Regions from separate parts of the Mus musculus genome. Here regions 1, 2, 3 and 5 are each linked to region 4. Evidence: chromatin contacts called from public HiCAR-type and promoter capture Hi-C data. All regions are on one chromosome and are shown on one strand. The core of a region is the stretch at or near the end of the contact, and the rest is flanking DNA. Distances in the headings are between cores, read along the strand shown. Region 1 holds the start of Zmiz1 (zinc finger, MIZ-type containing 1). Region 2 holds the start of Chdh (choline dehydrogenase). Region 3 holds the start of Cacna2d3 (calcium channel, voltage-dependent, alpha2/delta subunit 3). Region 4 holds the start of Ccdc66 (coiled-coil domain containing 66). Region 5 holds the start of Dcp1a (decapping mRNA 1A).

Region 1 (2,700 bases), core at 118-2,617, 2.0 Mb after region 4:
CAGCCTGCACCGCGACACCGAGGCCGTGCTCCCCACTGTTTTCTCCCTGGCCCTGACGCCAGGAATGTGAAACAAGCTTTCTGAGCTTCCCTCCCACAATCCGGACCGAGCTTCAGCTCCGGCCCGGCCCCTCAATCTCCTCCCGGGTCGGCCTCCCACTCCCCCGGGGCCACCGCCGCCGGAGACAGAGAGGAAGAAAGAACACGGGGAAATTACTTTCGTATTTGCAACGCGCGCGCACACACACACAGACACATCTTCCCCTTGGGCTCGCCTCCCGACTGGGGCAGCCCCGGCCAGGCGTTGGCCTGAAAGCCCCTTCGGCTTCCGAAGCCCGAACGAGAAGCCTCGACACATCTCTTCAACGTGTCCTGCTTCAGCCACGCGCCGCGTTTCCCTGGGCTATTCTCCCCCCAAAACAACTTAACCGCGCCCCCATCTCCCATGTACAAAAGTGTGTTCTCCATAGAAATTCGGAGGCACAACTTAACACCACCAACCCTTGCCACCCTAGAATCCAGCGCCTTCCCGGAGGTTCTCCTACGCACACAGGAGCACAACTTCACATCTTTCCAAAAGAGGCAAGGGAGAAGCAGCCAGTCCTTCCCGGGTCCTCTCCTCCCTCCTCCGAATCCGTATCCCGGCTGGCTCCCGACTGATCGGAGCGACGGCTGGGAGGCGCGCCGGCAGGAGGCGGGCACCGAGTCCGAGCGCACAACCGCACCGGCGCCCCGTACACCCGAAGAACCCCGGGTCCCCGCGCTCATCCGGAGCCGCTCTACACAAGCTGGGCGCTCGCTGGTGGCCAGAGCCTCCGCCCCCGGCGGCCAGAGCAGCGGGCCGAGCCTGCACGGCTGGCTTCTTTCGCCCGGCCAGAGCTAAACCTTTAAGAGGAAAGCCCTAGTATAGTACACGGCGCTCGCACCCCGATGATCCGCCGGGAGCGGGTGGAAGCCTCGGTGTTAACGGGCGCTTGGCTCTGTCCCCAAACTTACCGGGCGCTGCGAGCACCACTGCCACCGCTGGAGGACGCGCCGCCGCCACCGCCGTGTAGGGCAGGCTGGAGCCGGGAGGAGCGCAGCGAGAGCGCGGAAATCCACTCGGCTCCGACTCCGGCTCCGGCTCCTCACCGGCCGGGGCTAGGGTCAGCGCGCTGCGCGGGCGCTGCTCGCTTGCTCTGCAGCCGGATCGCTGCTCGCCCGGCCGGCAGCTTGCTCTCCCGGGCGCCCGCCGCCGCCGCCGCTCGCTTTTTTAATGTCCACAGACAGTGAAAAGGAACTCGGCGTTAGGGGGTGAGTAAGTGAATCAACTCGCCCGGAGCCGAGCAAGTTGAAGTGTCAGATTACATTGGCTATTCTATTTCCAAAGGGCCCCGCGCCGCCGGCCTCCCGCAAAAGCCGGCACGGAGTCACGGCGGGAGCGGAGTGCCGCGCCTCCGGCGCGCAGCTCTGCTTGCCTTGGTTCGCTCTCCATCTGCGCGCTCGCTGCGCTCTCCTTTTCTCTTTTCCTTTCCTTTCCGCCTCTCTCCTTTCCCTTCTTTTCCTCCCTTTCTTCTCCGTTCCCAGGTCTCAGCTCTTTTCCGAACCCTGTTAGGCACCGCGCCACCCTCACCCTCCTCTGCTGCTCGTTCACTCTCGTCCCTCTTCTCGCCTCCCTTCGCTGCTCTTTAACGCCCCCCTCTCCGCATCCCATAAGTTTGGAGCGGAGAGACTGATGTGCCTAGGAAGGGATCACATTGGTAGGAGCAAAATTACTTCCAGAAGGCGTACCCCGCTTCCTACTGGTCCCCTGCAGGAGTGCACTGAGACCTCAGGTGCTGTCAGCTATCTGAATTGGGGTGACTGGATTGCTAATGAGACACTGTGTGCGAAACTTCCATGTAGATTTTGGGATTATTCCTAAAACAGGGTGAGAGAGGGTGAGAGGACCCTAACCTTCACTACCACCGGTGACGCAGGGGAGACTAAAGTGCGCCTCCATTGACATCTTGAGAAAGAGCGAGAGGTGCAGCGAGAACCATAAATACCCACTACTACTTGAAGTTAAGAGCAAGGACGCCTTAGTGCCTGGTAGGGAGCGCCTGGGGCGCTGAGAGCCGAGCGCTCCCGCTTTGCAGAGGTGGAAATAACCCAACCAAGCCCACAGCCCAGGGCTGGGCTCCACTCCTACAGTGGCGAAGAGCACTCACGAAGCAGTTAGGTGCGCTCACTTGCGGAGGTTCCCCTCACAGACCGGCCCCCAAGTGTATCCAAGTGCGCACTCCCTTTGGCTCTTGTCCATTACCACTCACACAGAAACTCCTACACAAACGGCAAACGGGTTTGCGCCTACCTTACAGCATGGCACGCATACTTCTCATAGCACGCATGACCCCCTCCACACACTTGTACACACACTTTCCATCCCAGTTATGCCCGTGCACCTGGAGTCATACAATTGAACACACAAATATAGTGTACACCACCCCCGGTACGTTTAAAAACAAAACAAAACACGAGGCATTCCCCCGTGCACTACCTCTCACATTCGCGTACACATACCACACATGTTCCCCTTACTCTTCCACATCCCTTCCTCAACCCCACCCGCCTCTCGATTAGAGGTAATGTAGTCCTAAAGACAACAAGCGTCTAGGCTGGACCCGCGCGCGCGCGCGCGCGCGCACGCGCTCCCCTTCAGGACAGGCGGGGGAGGCTTGGG
Region 2 (2,700 bases), core at 4-2,503, 2.5 Mb before region 4:
CCCATAGGGCAAAGTTCTCAGATAGAAGCTGGAAAACAAGGCCGTCTCCATTTTGTCTTCCCACCAGGGCAGGTACTCTGGCCTTGCATGTTCCTGTCACAGTGCTCAGCTCCATGCCAAGAGCATGCACCTTTGCACCCTGGTAGCAGGCAAGGGTTTACCGGTCAGAAAGGCTGCTATGAAAGCTTATTGTTCCCAGGAACCACTGAGCCTGAACGGCTCGCTGAGGTTGAGTGGGAGCCCAGGATGGCCCAGTTCCAGGCGAGGGTGGGGCTACAACCTCCCTTCTGTCAATCTCCTTGGTCAGGCACCAGAACAAGTTTCTCAGGAAACTATTCCTTGCAATCCAACAGAGGCTAGGGACGGAGCCTTCTCCAGGTGAATCAAAACCAGAATCTTCACCTGAAGTCTGTCTCACTGATGAATTTAGTCTGTATCCCAGTCGGGCTTCAGCAAATACAGCCACTTGACTCCACCCAACCTCTTAGCAGGGAGAAGCAGGACTTGTGCCTGAAGCTCTCTCCAATTCCACTGTCTACGTGTCTGGTGAGCCCAGCTCTGCTAACGATATAGGAAGGGCTGAAGCAGCAGAATTCCAGGCTCTGTAGCCCTTTCTCTAACCCCAAATGATACTGGGCTATCCCCCTCTCAAGCCATTTCATCTCAAAAGGATGGTCCCTGGCCCACCTTCCCAAAATTAAGGTCCGAGAGGTGGTGGAGAGTCGGGCAGATCTCACTCAGGCAGAAGCAGCACTGCCAAATGTCAGAACCTTAGCTCGGAACCCACAGTGCTGAGACACCAGCTTCGGGACCCCAGATGTAACCGCCAGGCCTCATTCTATAGGAGTACACTTAACCAGAAAGCCTGAGAGGCCAGGGGTGGAGATTCCTATCACTGTTACCTTGTAACTGTTAAGTTCCTGTCGCTAGTTCTCTCAAAACCCAGAAGGTTTCAGTGGCTTGAGCCCCTCCGCTTCAGGTCCTCACCCAGCCTAGGACCTGAAAAGCTAGCTACTCACCCGGGACAACTCCGCACCTGGGCCAGGACGCGAAGGACAGGAGCCAGGAGAGCCGAGAAGGCAGTGGCCGCTGATCCTCGCCCGCTGCTCTTTAACTGGCGTCCCGGGAGTGCCGCGAGCTGCTCCGTCTGGCTCCAGGCGCGGGTGCGGTCGCCCCACCTGGCCTGCGGCACACACCTGTGCGCGGGGCTCGACACGCCCCGCGCCTGCTGGAGCTTCAGTCCTCCCGGGCCTGAGTCATTCGCACCCCGCCTACCCCCGCGAGCCCCGAGGGCGACAAGGCGGCCACTTTACTGTCTTGGGACCAGGCCAGCGCCGGCTTGGGCAGGGCGGTACTGTGGGAGGCGGAGCCCGGAGAACTGCGGCGGGCGCCTGGATAAGAGGACCCTGGACCTCTGGCCCCAGCTCCGCGTGGTGGTGGGCGGTGGCCAGTGGCCGGGCCATGTTGCTAGTGTTGCTGATCTTGGCTGCATCGTGCAGGAGCGCCCTGCCTCGAGAGCCGGTAAGCATCCCCCTCCATTGTGGGCACCCTTTCGGTTCCCATCCGTTTAGCTGAACCCTGACAAGCGACAAGCGCCTGAAAACCTGCCAGCTCAACTGTCAAGGAATTGTCCATGAACCATCCTTAGAAAGGGGCCAGTTTGCACCCCTGAGCTAACCGCGATGGGTCTTGAACTCACACCACCCATCTATTGCCATCCTGGAAGGTATCAGTTGTCAGACTGCTTCCCAGGGGAATGAGGTTTAGAACTGTCACAGATGCCACCTGGGCATTTGAGTCGTAGTATTCTCCTCAAAAAGAAAAAGGGTGGTACTCAACTCACACAGGTATGCCTTGTCCTGGGTTAATGATGACAAACAAGACAGTACTGCTTACATCTGTGCTGCCCACCTCTTGGGTCAACAGACAGCCTGCATCAGTTTGCTTGCTTGCTTTTCCTTTCTGTCTAGGGCCATGTTAACTCCTGAAGGCAGCTTTCCTTTCTTCTCCAGTCCCCATGAATGAAAGAATCTTTCTAGGAGGGAAAAGCGCATCCTCAACAAGGCATTCAGATGCAAGCCCTGCTCTCTTCACACATTGGAAGGCATCCTTGGTGACTGTGGAAAGTCACAGCTTATTTATGGTGTCCTGAAGCCCTTGCCGTCTCTGTGCAAGAGAAAAAAACTGTCCTGGGGGCAGCTGTGAAGAACATTGAATGAACTCTGCAAAATGTAGAGCCCTCACCTGGCTTTTCCTACACACCTTGTCTTGCTCCCATTCAAGTAGAACTTGGTTCCTAGTAGGTGGCTCATTTGCTTAATAAGAGAATGTCACAAAGCAAAGGACAGTGGATGACATCATCCAAACCCCATTTGCTCCATCAAAACCTCTGCTTTCTGCCTTCACCAAGGTTTTGGAAATGAGAGAGCTGAGATCTTAAGAGTCCTTTGGGTTTGTCACATTGTGTCTTGCCACTGAAGATTACTGACAACTAAAATAAATGTTTTAGGCTCAATATACTATTTCCAAACTAGTACTCTTCCCTTTTAATGGAAACGTCAAAGGGTTTAGTAACTGGCCTTTCGTAGACAGTAGGGGGGTTTTACTTTTTTGAAAGCTGTTTTAGAAAGATGAGGTCACTGTCCCCAACGGATTTCTAAGTAGCTCAGCTGAGTTCTGGATCATTCAGAAGTATGATAT
Region 3 (2,700 bases), core at 77-2,576, 2.2 Mb before region 4:
GGAAATACATGCACATAAGGAGAACCGAGGCGGCGGGGGCGCGTTCGGAGACTAGGCGAGGTCAGGAGCGCACGGCTGCCCCAGGTCGCCCGAGTTTGCTCCGCCAGGCGAGGATGACTCAGCCTCACTCGGGTCTTTACCGTCAGCCCGCGCGAGGGCTCCACAAAGTTCCTAGTCACACCCTAGAGCTTGAACGAGGATGGGGGACAAGGTTTTTCTAAGGGTGGGGCCGCGGCAAAAGAGACATCCTGGGGCTTTCCCTGTGGGTATTCAGAAGCCTCGCCCGCGCTCAGCTGCCTCTTCCCGGGCGGGGGCTGGTGTGCGGAACCTCCGTGCTCGGAGCAATCTGAACCCCCCTCCTCCCCCCGCAGAATTAAGGGTGTCTGCCGGTCAGGTTGGACTTTCCGCTGCGTTTGCTTCCTTTCCCGCCCGGGCATCCTGGTCCCTGGGTGCACCGTGTAGCAGTGCGGACCCCGGACCCCGAGCTTCAGTAGGCTTGAAAGCACCCCGGCCCGTGGTCCGGAACGCCAGCGGTAGCTGTGCGGCCGCCGGGTGCCCGCGCCGCGACTGCAGCGCCACCCTCCGCGCTTTCCTCCAGTCGCCGCGGCGGTGGAGCAGCGATGGGCGGCCACGCCGCGGTGCACTCCCTAGAACCCGACCCCCTTGTCCCATCCCCAGCCCGTTCTGCCGCTATACGAGCCGGTCCACTGCCGCTGCCGCCGCCCGCTGGCTTCTTCCAGACTTCTGCCTCTTCCCAAGGAACCGTGAGGGGAATCGGGAGGGGGTCGCACCACCTCTAGGCTCCGCAGCCCCCCACCACAACGCCCCTGACCAGTCCCCGGGGCTCCTGACCAGATCAACTACTGGCAAAGTGTGGAGCATCGGGGTCCTCGGCCTCGCTCCCGAGCCGCCCACCCCCATTCCGCTCCGGTCGCCAGGGCCTGGGGACCGCCCGGGGCCACCCGAGAGTCGCGCCCGTGGCGGCGGACTGCGGAGTTGTAAAGAACTCAGCGGCCGCAGTGGGCCGGACCGGGCGAGGCACGAGCCGTGGCGGCCAAGGACACTTGAGTTTGCGAGTCTCCGCCCGCGAGGCGCCTCCCGCCCTCCCGCCGCGGCTCGCCGGACTCCCCGGGGCCGCCGAGGCGGGGCTGGGCAGCTGCCGCGGCAAGAGGCGCGTCTCGCTCCCTCCTCCCGCGCCTGCCTACTCCCCAGTGCTCCCTCCCGCCTCCTCTCCGCCCTCCCCTCCCCTCCCCCCGTACCCCGCTGCTTCCCCCCCCCCCCTGCTCCCCAAGTGAGCCGGGCGCGCGAGAGGCAGGAGGGGCGGCGCGCGGCGGAGCAGGCAGCCCAGCGCGCTCGCCCACCGCCCGCCCGGCGCAGCTCTCCGCGGCCGCTCCAGTCGCCGCCGCCGCCGCCGCCGCCAGGATGGCCGGGCCGGGCTCGCTGTGCTGCGCGTCCCGGGGGGCCTCGGCGCTCCTAGCCACCGCGCTTCTCTACGCCGCTCTGGGGGACGTGGTGCGCTCCGAGCAGCAGATCCCGCTCTCCGTGTAAGTGCCTGGTGTTGGGACTCCCCGGGAGGGGCGGCTAGCGCCCGAGAGAGACCCGGGGCGCCCAAGTTTGGGCGCCTGCAGGTGCGGCTGGGCAGGACCCACGGCGGGTGCGGGCCTCGCCTCTTGCACCTGCCTCTCAGCATCAGCACCCAGTGGCGGGAGACTAGGGTGGAACCTTCTCGCCCTTTCCCTGGGGCTGGGGAGTAAGACCTGGAGAGGTTCACCTCAAGTGACAGCGCCAAGTTTAGAGCCTGTTTACAGACTGCAACTTCCACGGGCTGTTTAATGGTCCCCTTTTCTGCTACCTTGCCATCCTACTTTTCCGGGAAGTGGGGTGGGGGTGGGGATGGGTGGATTTCTTCAGAGTAGTATTTGCCAGGTGATGCTCATTTTAGGTGTTTAAGTAACCAGGCAATTGTTTCTATGAAAGCCCGTGGTCTTCTTAGAGAGCCAGGCTTTACACCTTCTGAACTCCGGTGACCCCGGACCCCATCCCGCGCTGCGCTCTACATCTTGGTGCGGGTAGTTTGTAAGAGAGAGTTTTTTTTTTTTTTTTTTTTTTTAATCTTTCTTTCCTTTTTCCTTTAATGTTCTATCGCCCTGCTCTTTCAGCCACAGCCCGGTGTGTGCGCGTGTGTGACGGTGACACTGGTATTACATTTCTTCCCTCTGCTCTTTTCTCCCCATAGAGTGAAGCTGTGGGCCTCCGCTTTTGGTGGGGAGATAAAATCCATCGCTGCCAAGTACTCGGGCTCCCAGCTTCTGCAAAAGGTAAGGTTTCTGTGGTGACAGACAGCGATGATTTTTCTAGCACAGAAAATGGAGGCAGATTTAGTTTTTCCAAACAAACGTGAGCCCAGAGCTGCATCAGTTATCAGAGTAGTCTCTGATCTCCCGTTCTTGGCATTGTACTGTGCAGTGACTTCTCCCTACCAACCGGTTATTTTTAGATGACACTTGATTCCAAACACAAAGAAAAGCAGGATACTCACTCGCACTGTCCTGGCTGGGGCTCGGAAACAGTGTGTTTGCATGGCTCTTCTCGCAGTTGTTGGTATTGCTGTCTCAGTGCGAGAGCAGATGCTTCCCTGGCCAAAAGATGCTAACTTCTTCCAAGGGGCAGAATCCGGCGGGCAGCGTCTGTTTTCGGAGC
Region 4 (2,700 bases), core at 118-2,617:
TAGGACTAGACTATCCTCCAAGCCCAGCTACCACCATCTTCAGGATGCTTAAATGGGCCTGTCTGCATAAGATAGCACTCCCTGATAGCAGGACTGGATAGGGAGGTTCGTGGGACTCCCTCCTGAGCATCCCTCTCAGCCAACCAAATCCAATACTGCTGTAATGACACGTGGGCTCTGGGAACTCAAGGGGAGCAGATGCCCAGCTATCACATCCAGCCGTGAGCTTGAGCTTGTCGCCAGCCTTGCTAAGTGCAGACTTTACATTTACTTTCGGATTGCCCAAACTCCTGAAAACCCTCCTGCATGCTCCGGAAGTGACCCTAATAATGTCTCTACTATTGGGATCCTAGGAGGAGGGAGGTAGACATTGCCTTCTTTTATTATTATTATTATTACTAATAATAATAATAATTTATTTATTTGGTTCTTTTGAGACAGGGTTTCTCTGTATAGCTCTGGCTGTCCTGGAACTCACTTTTAGACCAGGCTGGCCTCGAACTCAGAAATCTGCCTGCCTCTGCTTCCTGAGTGCTGGGATTAGAGGTGTGCGCCACCACGCCCGGCTGACATTGCCTTCTTACACTTTACCCTCAGCAGCTTCTTTATGGAAGTGACATTTGTTTATTTTTATGTGGGGATTAGTGGGGGTGGGGATGGGGGTAGGGATGGTGGTGTCTTGGAACTCACTCTGAAACAGGCTGCCGAGGGTGCGCCCTCCCCGACTCCAGTCTGACACCAGGATTGATATAGCTGCAGGAGGCTTAGCCCCCTGACGTGAGTACTGGGATTCTCTGGAAGAGCAACAAGTGGAATTTTGGGCTGAGTCTAAAAGCGTCAGCTGGGGTTATACACATATTCACATTAGATATAAGATCTGTAGTATAATTGTTAAGTGGTCAGTGACCCAGGCAAGTCCTTTTGCCTCTTCGTGCCTCAGAGATAGCACTGCTAACGACGGATATACGAGTTTGGTCCACACTGTGACTGTTGCTGCAGTATTTAAAGAACTTCAGCCTGTAAGGTGTGGGAAGCACGAAGAGACAGAGACATATACTCTGTGTCCTAGGCGTCACAAGTCCTTCAACTAAATAAACCTCTCCTCCAAATATAAAAGAGAATGGTTACATCTGTTGTTTCTGCCTATTTGGAAACCTCCATTAGAGCCAAGGCGGCTCCCCAAGGTTGGCGGTGATCACGAAGAAACCGCAGACGCCCCCGGAGAGGGATCTAGAGTCCGGGGAGGCCGGCATCAACGAACGGACCCGCCAGCATGTCCCACTGTGATTGGCTCGGCTGGCCCCCGGCAACCAATCAGCATAGCGTTTGTTGAGCAGCGGCAGCAAGCTGGGTACACAAGTGACCTGAGCGAGCTGCGGGTGGGCGGCGGGGCCATGAACCTGGGGTAAGCCGGCGGGGACTCGCTGGGCTGTAACTTTCAGCCGGCGCGTGGCGGCGGGCGGGGTTCCGGGTCCAGCGCGGACCGTGGTGTTGGAGCGCCCCGGAGGGGAGATGGCGCCCCAGAGGGCGAGATGCTCGGGGAGCTACGGCTGCCCCGTACTGAGCTGGAGCATCCTCAGCTGGGGCTGGACCGAGTCTGGGGTGCGGTCTTCATCTTCAGAAGTTCATCGTTTTAGGAAAACCAGCCACCAGACCTAGACGTAACCGCGCATCCAGAAGCTGAATGTTAGGTTCTCTTCTGGGAGTTTAGAAATCAATGAGGCAGCCTGCCCCGTAAGCTTGCGGGGCGGTAGTATAGAGACTTAGCAACTTCAGATTCATTCAAGAGGTTGCCTTCTAACGTACCCATGAGCTGTTTGTAGTCCTGCAACGGGGTGGCCTCTGACAACCTATATCTCCCAGATTGTTTCCTTTTACAAACGCAGGCACTTTGATTCTCGCTACCAAAGCAACTCTGAGTTTAAAGTTGCTAGTCAACCTGCTCGCCCTTAATTTCTTGGTTTGGTATTTTCTCTTTGACGTTGTCGTCATTACTGTTCATAGACACATAACGCCCACCCCGTTCCCACCCCACCCCCGTAAGACTGTGTAATACTGTGTGTAGAATCCCATCAGAATTTTGTTGACTTTAATAGACAACGTAAGTTTTGCTGGTAGTGTTTACCGTTTCTTTATGGTGGCGCTTTTGACATGTAAAGTGTCATATTAGCCAAAGTTTATTGTTTATTTATTAAGATAGTAATAGAGTCACTAAAGCAATCGTGTAGTATATGAAATAGTCCAAGTTGTGTGGAATTCTGTATTTAAGCAGCCGTCACATTGGTGACCATTTTAGCCATCTTTCAGTCGCGTCTATTCCTCCTTGGAATCTGTCAGTCATGAAATTGTTAAAAACAAAACAAAACAAAAAACGCATAAATAGCTTATCTATGTCTTGTACCTGGCTAAGGAGTTCTGGTAGCAGCATGGGACTTTTGGTATAGAGCTGCAGGTTAAAGGATGCTGCAATAACTGGGTTGCTTTATTTCTTACCAGTAACAAAAACCAGGTTTCAGGTTAAACATGACACATGCTGGCCTCACTGAAAAGTTGTAAGAAAGTCTTTTGTATTTTTTTCCCTCTTAGGTTAAAAAAAATGTGTATGTATGAACACATATATACACATACTTTTTAAATACTTATTTTAATTTTATGTGAATGGGTATCGTGCCTGCATGTAAGTCTGTGGGCCACTTGTGC
Region 5 (2,700 bases), core at 200-2,699, 3.0 Mb before region 4:
TCAGAGCCTGGGGCTCATGATGCACAGCTGTGCACCATTGAGCTAAATCCCTACCCTTGGGAAATTTTCTTATAAGATCCTTTGTTTCATTTCTGGAGGATTTAGGAATATTTTCACAAGTTACACATTTTGCGGTTACCAAACACAATTTATTATTTTCAGAACTTTGTTAAGAATCATGGATAGAAACCATTCTCTGCCTTAGGCAAATTTGGTAGGGTTTTAAAATAAACAACTGAAAATGTGACTAAGAAATTGTAACTCGGGGTGGGTATATAGCCCAGTGGTAGAGGAACAGTGCCTGCCTGCTATCAGGGGGTCTTGGGTTTGAGTTCCTGTACTACAAGAAATAAACAAGAAAATCGAACATTAGTATTCTTTCTTTTGCTGCAACAGCGTTAACTCGGGTTTTCAGCGCAGGTGTTGAGCTTTAATGTTCTAAAACCGAACCTCTGTATAGCCCAATGAGTGAATGAGGAAAAACGGAGCACAAGAAAAGGGGCCGTGTACACAGGTGCTTCGAGTTGAGGTTAACTAGAATCTGCGAGTAGACAAAGTAACTTCTGCAACTCTATGCCACTCACACAATCCCAAAAGAAGGGAGCCATCAAAGGTCCTAGCACTGGTCTCTTTTTCTTGCAAACGTCTCCAAGGAATCCAGTTCTTACTGAAGTAGCCTTGAAAATTTTCCTCAAATTCCAGAGATACAGAGTAGTTCGACTAAAGCTGGTCTAACTCCTGAAGCTGATTTTTAAAGCTTCAAATCCAAACCATCACATTTAGGTCGGCAGGGAAAGAGGAGCGGACTCTTCCATCAAGTACATGTATCTAAGAGTCCTCAAAGTCTTCAAACACAGGCTTTCACTCACTTGTTAAAATTAACTTGTCTCATATTTTACCAATGCAACCTCAAGCCCCGAGAACCGACCCAAAAAGACTGATCCTGCCTCGTTTCTCTCCTCCATCCGATTTCCCTGCTCTGTCTCTGGTCTACTCCTTCCGCTACATTCTTTCAATTCCGCGTGCCCCGGTCACCTCTTTGGCTCCGGACCCGGTTTTGGGAGAGGTCCCGGCCTCGCCTTTGCGGTCCTGGGCTCCTGCTTCTCTCCCCCACCCCCAATCCTCAGCTGTCTGCGCGGTCCCTTTAAGAGGCGGCAGCGGCCAGGCTGGCCTTGTCCCCGGCCGGGCCTCACTCACCCACTGGTTGGCTTTGGGGCAGAAAGTGTACAGGGCGACCTGGCCCGTGAGGTCTGCGATGCTGGTGATATAGGGGTCGTGTTGTTTCAAGGCCGCCAGACTCATCTCTTGCTCAGCTCGACTCAACAACTCCATCTTGGATCTCAGAGCCGAGCCCCTCCGGCGGGGGCGGACTGTGGAACAGGAAAGTGCCATCCAGGCAAAGTTCCCCCAGCTCAGTCAGCCCTCCACTTCCGCCTACCGGCCCAGCCTTGCCGAGCGTGGTACTTCAGCTAATCTCATCCGCTGCTCCTGTGCGCCAGGAGCCCTGGTTCCGATTTTCTTCGGGCCGCGTCTGCCGGAAGAGACAGGCCCCCGCGCCTGCGCGGTGGAGCCGTGAGCTGATAGTCCGGAGACCTCTCTCACCTGGCGGGGTGTGAACCGGTTCCCTGAATGAACCTGACTCCTGCCGGGGAGGCTGCACCCCAGCGCAGTCCCTAACTCGGGTTCCGGCGCAGAATCGAAATGCTTGCTGCTGAGGACATGAGGTCTCCACGTACCATTTAGAAAACTCAGACCTGGCTGGAGAGATGGCTCAGCGTTTAAGAGCACTGACTGCTCTTCCGAAAGGTCCTGAGTTCAAATCCCAGCAACCACATGGTGGCTCACAACCATCTGTACAGCTACAGTGTACTCATATACATAAAATAAATAAATCTTTAAAAAAAGAAAAAAGAAAACTCAGTCCAAATGAGGAAGGGGAGCTGTCCGTCACTTCTGACCTCAGAGTGCACCTTCACTCTTAACAGTTTGGTAACTTTTGAAAGAAATGTTTCAAAGCAGCCAAACTAGCCTGCCTGGAACTACAATAGACTTGGCCTACCCTCTTTTGCTCGTCTTTTTCCTCATCTGGGTCCCAGATAAATATTTCTATTGTTCTATAGAGACGTCTATTATTTAAAATAGTAAGTAGATCTCTTTTAAAAAGAAAACATTTATTGGGCATTTTAAGGGATCAGGAAGTACTAAGAGGTAAAGCAAAGTGCTCAGGCTGTTTTCATTGAGTTGCTTTAAAAACCATCGTTTCTCTTTATTGAAGACATCTCAGCACAAATGAACATTTTTGAAAGGATAAACTTTACATTTTCTCAAAGTACCCCCACATATTTGTGTTGCTTGTGGTTTTACATACTAATGGAAGGGCAAACTTTACATTCTTGACAGAACCGCGTGTGAAGCAACTACAAAAGCTGGAACAGCCGCCTATCGGTTATTCACCCTTCACTTCTGTACACACTCACTGATCTTATTGAGTGGTTGCCAGCTCCGAGCTTCCAACTCTTTTGGCTCTAGGAGAAACTAAACGCAAGCAAACAGCCCCATGATAGATGTCTCTCTTTGAATTCCAGAGGGTGGCGTCCTTATTGCCATCTGAGCCAGGAAAGGTAGTGAAGGAACCTCACTACCAGTTCCAGCATGGCAGGCAAGGTTCTGGCAGACCTTGCTCTTCTCCCCTTTTCCCTC

What was found. Promoter capture Hi-C pulls out the DNA fragments that hold promoters and counts their contacts. HiCAR-type assays count read pairs that join an accessible place to other places.
Region 1: a contact with region 4 is called in a promoter capture Hi-C map of pre-B cells, with 4 times the contacts expected there. The contact joins the promoter of Zmiz1 here to the promoter of Ccdc66 in region 4.
Region 2: a HiCAR-type map of astrocytes shows a contact between it and region 4, with 4 times the contacts expected there. The contact joins the promoter of Chdh here to the promoter of Ccdc66 in region 4. A contact is called at or near these places in 1 of 39 promoter capture datasets (hippocampal neurons) and 1 of 115 datasets of contacts at active chromatin or transcription factors (astrocytes).
Region 3: a promoter capture Hi-C map of hippocampal neurons shows a contact between it and region 4, with 11 times the contacts expected there. The contact joins the promoter of Cacna2d3 here to the promoter of Ccdc66 in region 4. A contact is called at or near these places in 3 of 39 promoter capture datasets (cranial neural crest, hippocampal neurons and maxillary cranial neural crest) and 1 of 115 datasets of contacts at active chromatin or transcription factors (astrocytes).
Region 5: a HiCAR-type map of astrocytes shows a contact between it and region 4, with 6 times the contacts expected there. The contact joins the promoter of Dcp1a here to the promoter of Ccdc66 in region 4. A contact is called at or near these places in 6 of 39 promoter capture datasets (the 3T3-L1 cell line, cranial neural crest, frontonasal cranial neural crest and 3 more) and 1 of 115 datasets of contacts at active chromatin or transcription factors (astrocytes).

Annotation. Positions count from the first base shown.
Region 1 is chr14:25,457,852-25,460,551 of GRCm38.p6, reverse strand. It overlaps Zmiz1 (zinc finger, MIZ-type containing 1), which reads right to left and starts at 1,367. Exons shown (of 24, transcript NM_001310666.1): 1 at 996-1,367.
Region 2 is chr14:30,007,553-30,010,252 of GRCm38.p6, reverse strand. Chdh (choline dehydrogenase) reads right to left here and starts at 1,253. Exons shown (of 8, transcript NM_001136240.1): 1 at 1,020-1,253. It overlaps Il17rb (interleukin 17 receptor B), which reads left to right and starts at 1,357. Exons shown (of 11, transcript NM_019583.3): 1 at 1,357-1,521. The coding sequence starts at 1,462.
Region 3 is chr14:29,720,490-29,723,189 of GRCm38.p6, reverse strand. Cacna2d3 (calcium channel, voltage-dependent, alpha2/delta subunit 3) reads left to right here and starts at 1,326. Exons shown (of 38, transcript NM_009785.1): 1 at 1,326-1,544; 2 at 2,237-2,318. The coding sequence starts at 1,423.
Region 4 is chr14:27,507,127-27,509,826 of GRCm38.p6, reverse strand. Ccdc66 (coiled-coil domain containing 66) reads left to right here and starts at 1,367. Exons shown (of 18, transcript NM_177111.3): 1 at 1,367-1,405. The coding sequence starts at 1,395.
Region 5 is chr14:30,478,314-30,481,013 of GRCm38.p6, reverse strand. It overlaps Dcp1a (decapping mRNA 1A), which reads right to left and starts at 1,449. Exons shown (of 10, transcript NM_133761.3): 1 at 1,198-1,449. The coding sequence starts at 1,392. It also overlaps a transcript of Cacna1d not described here.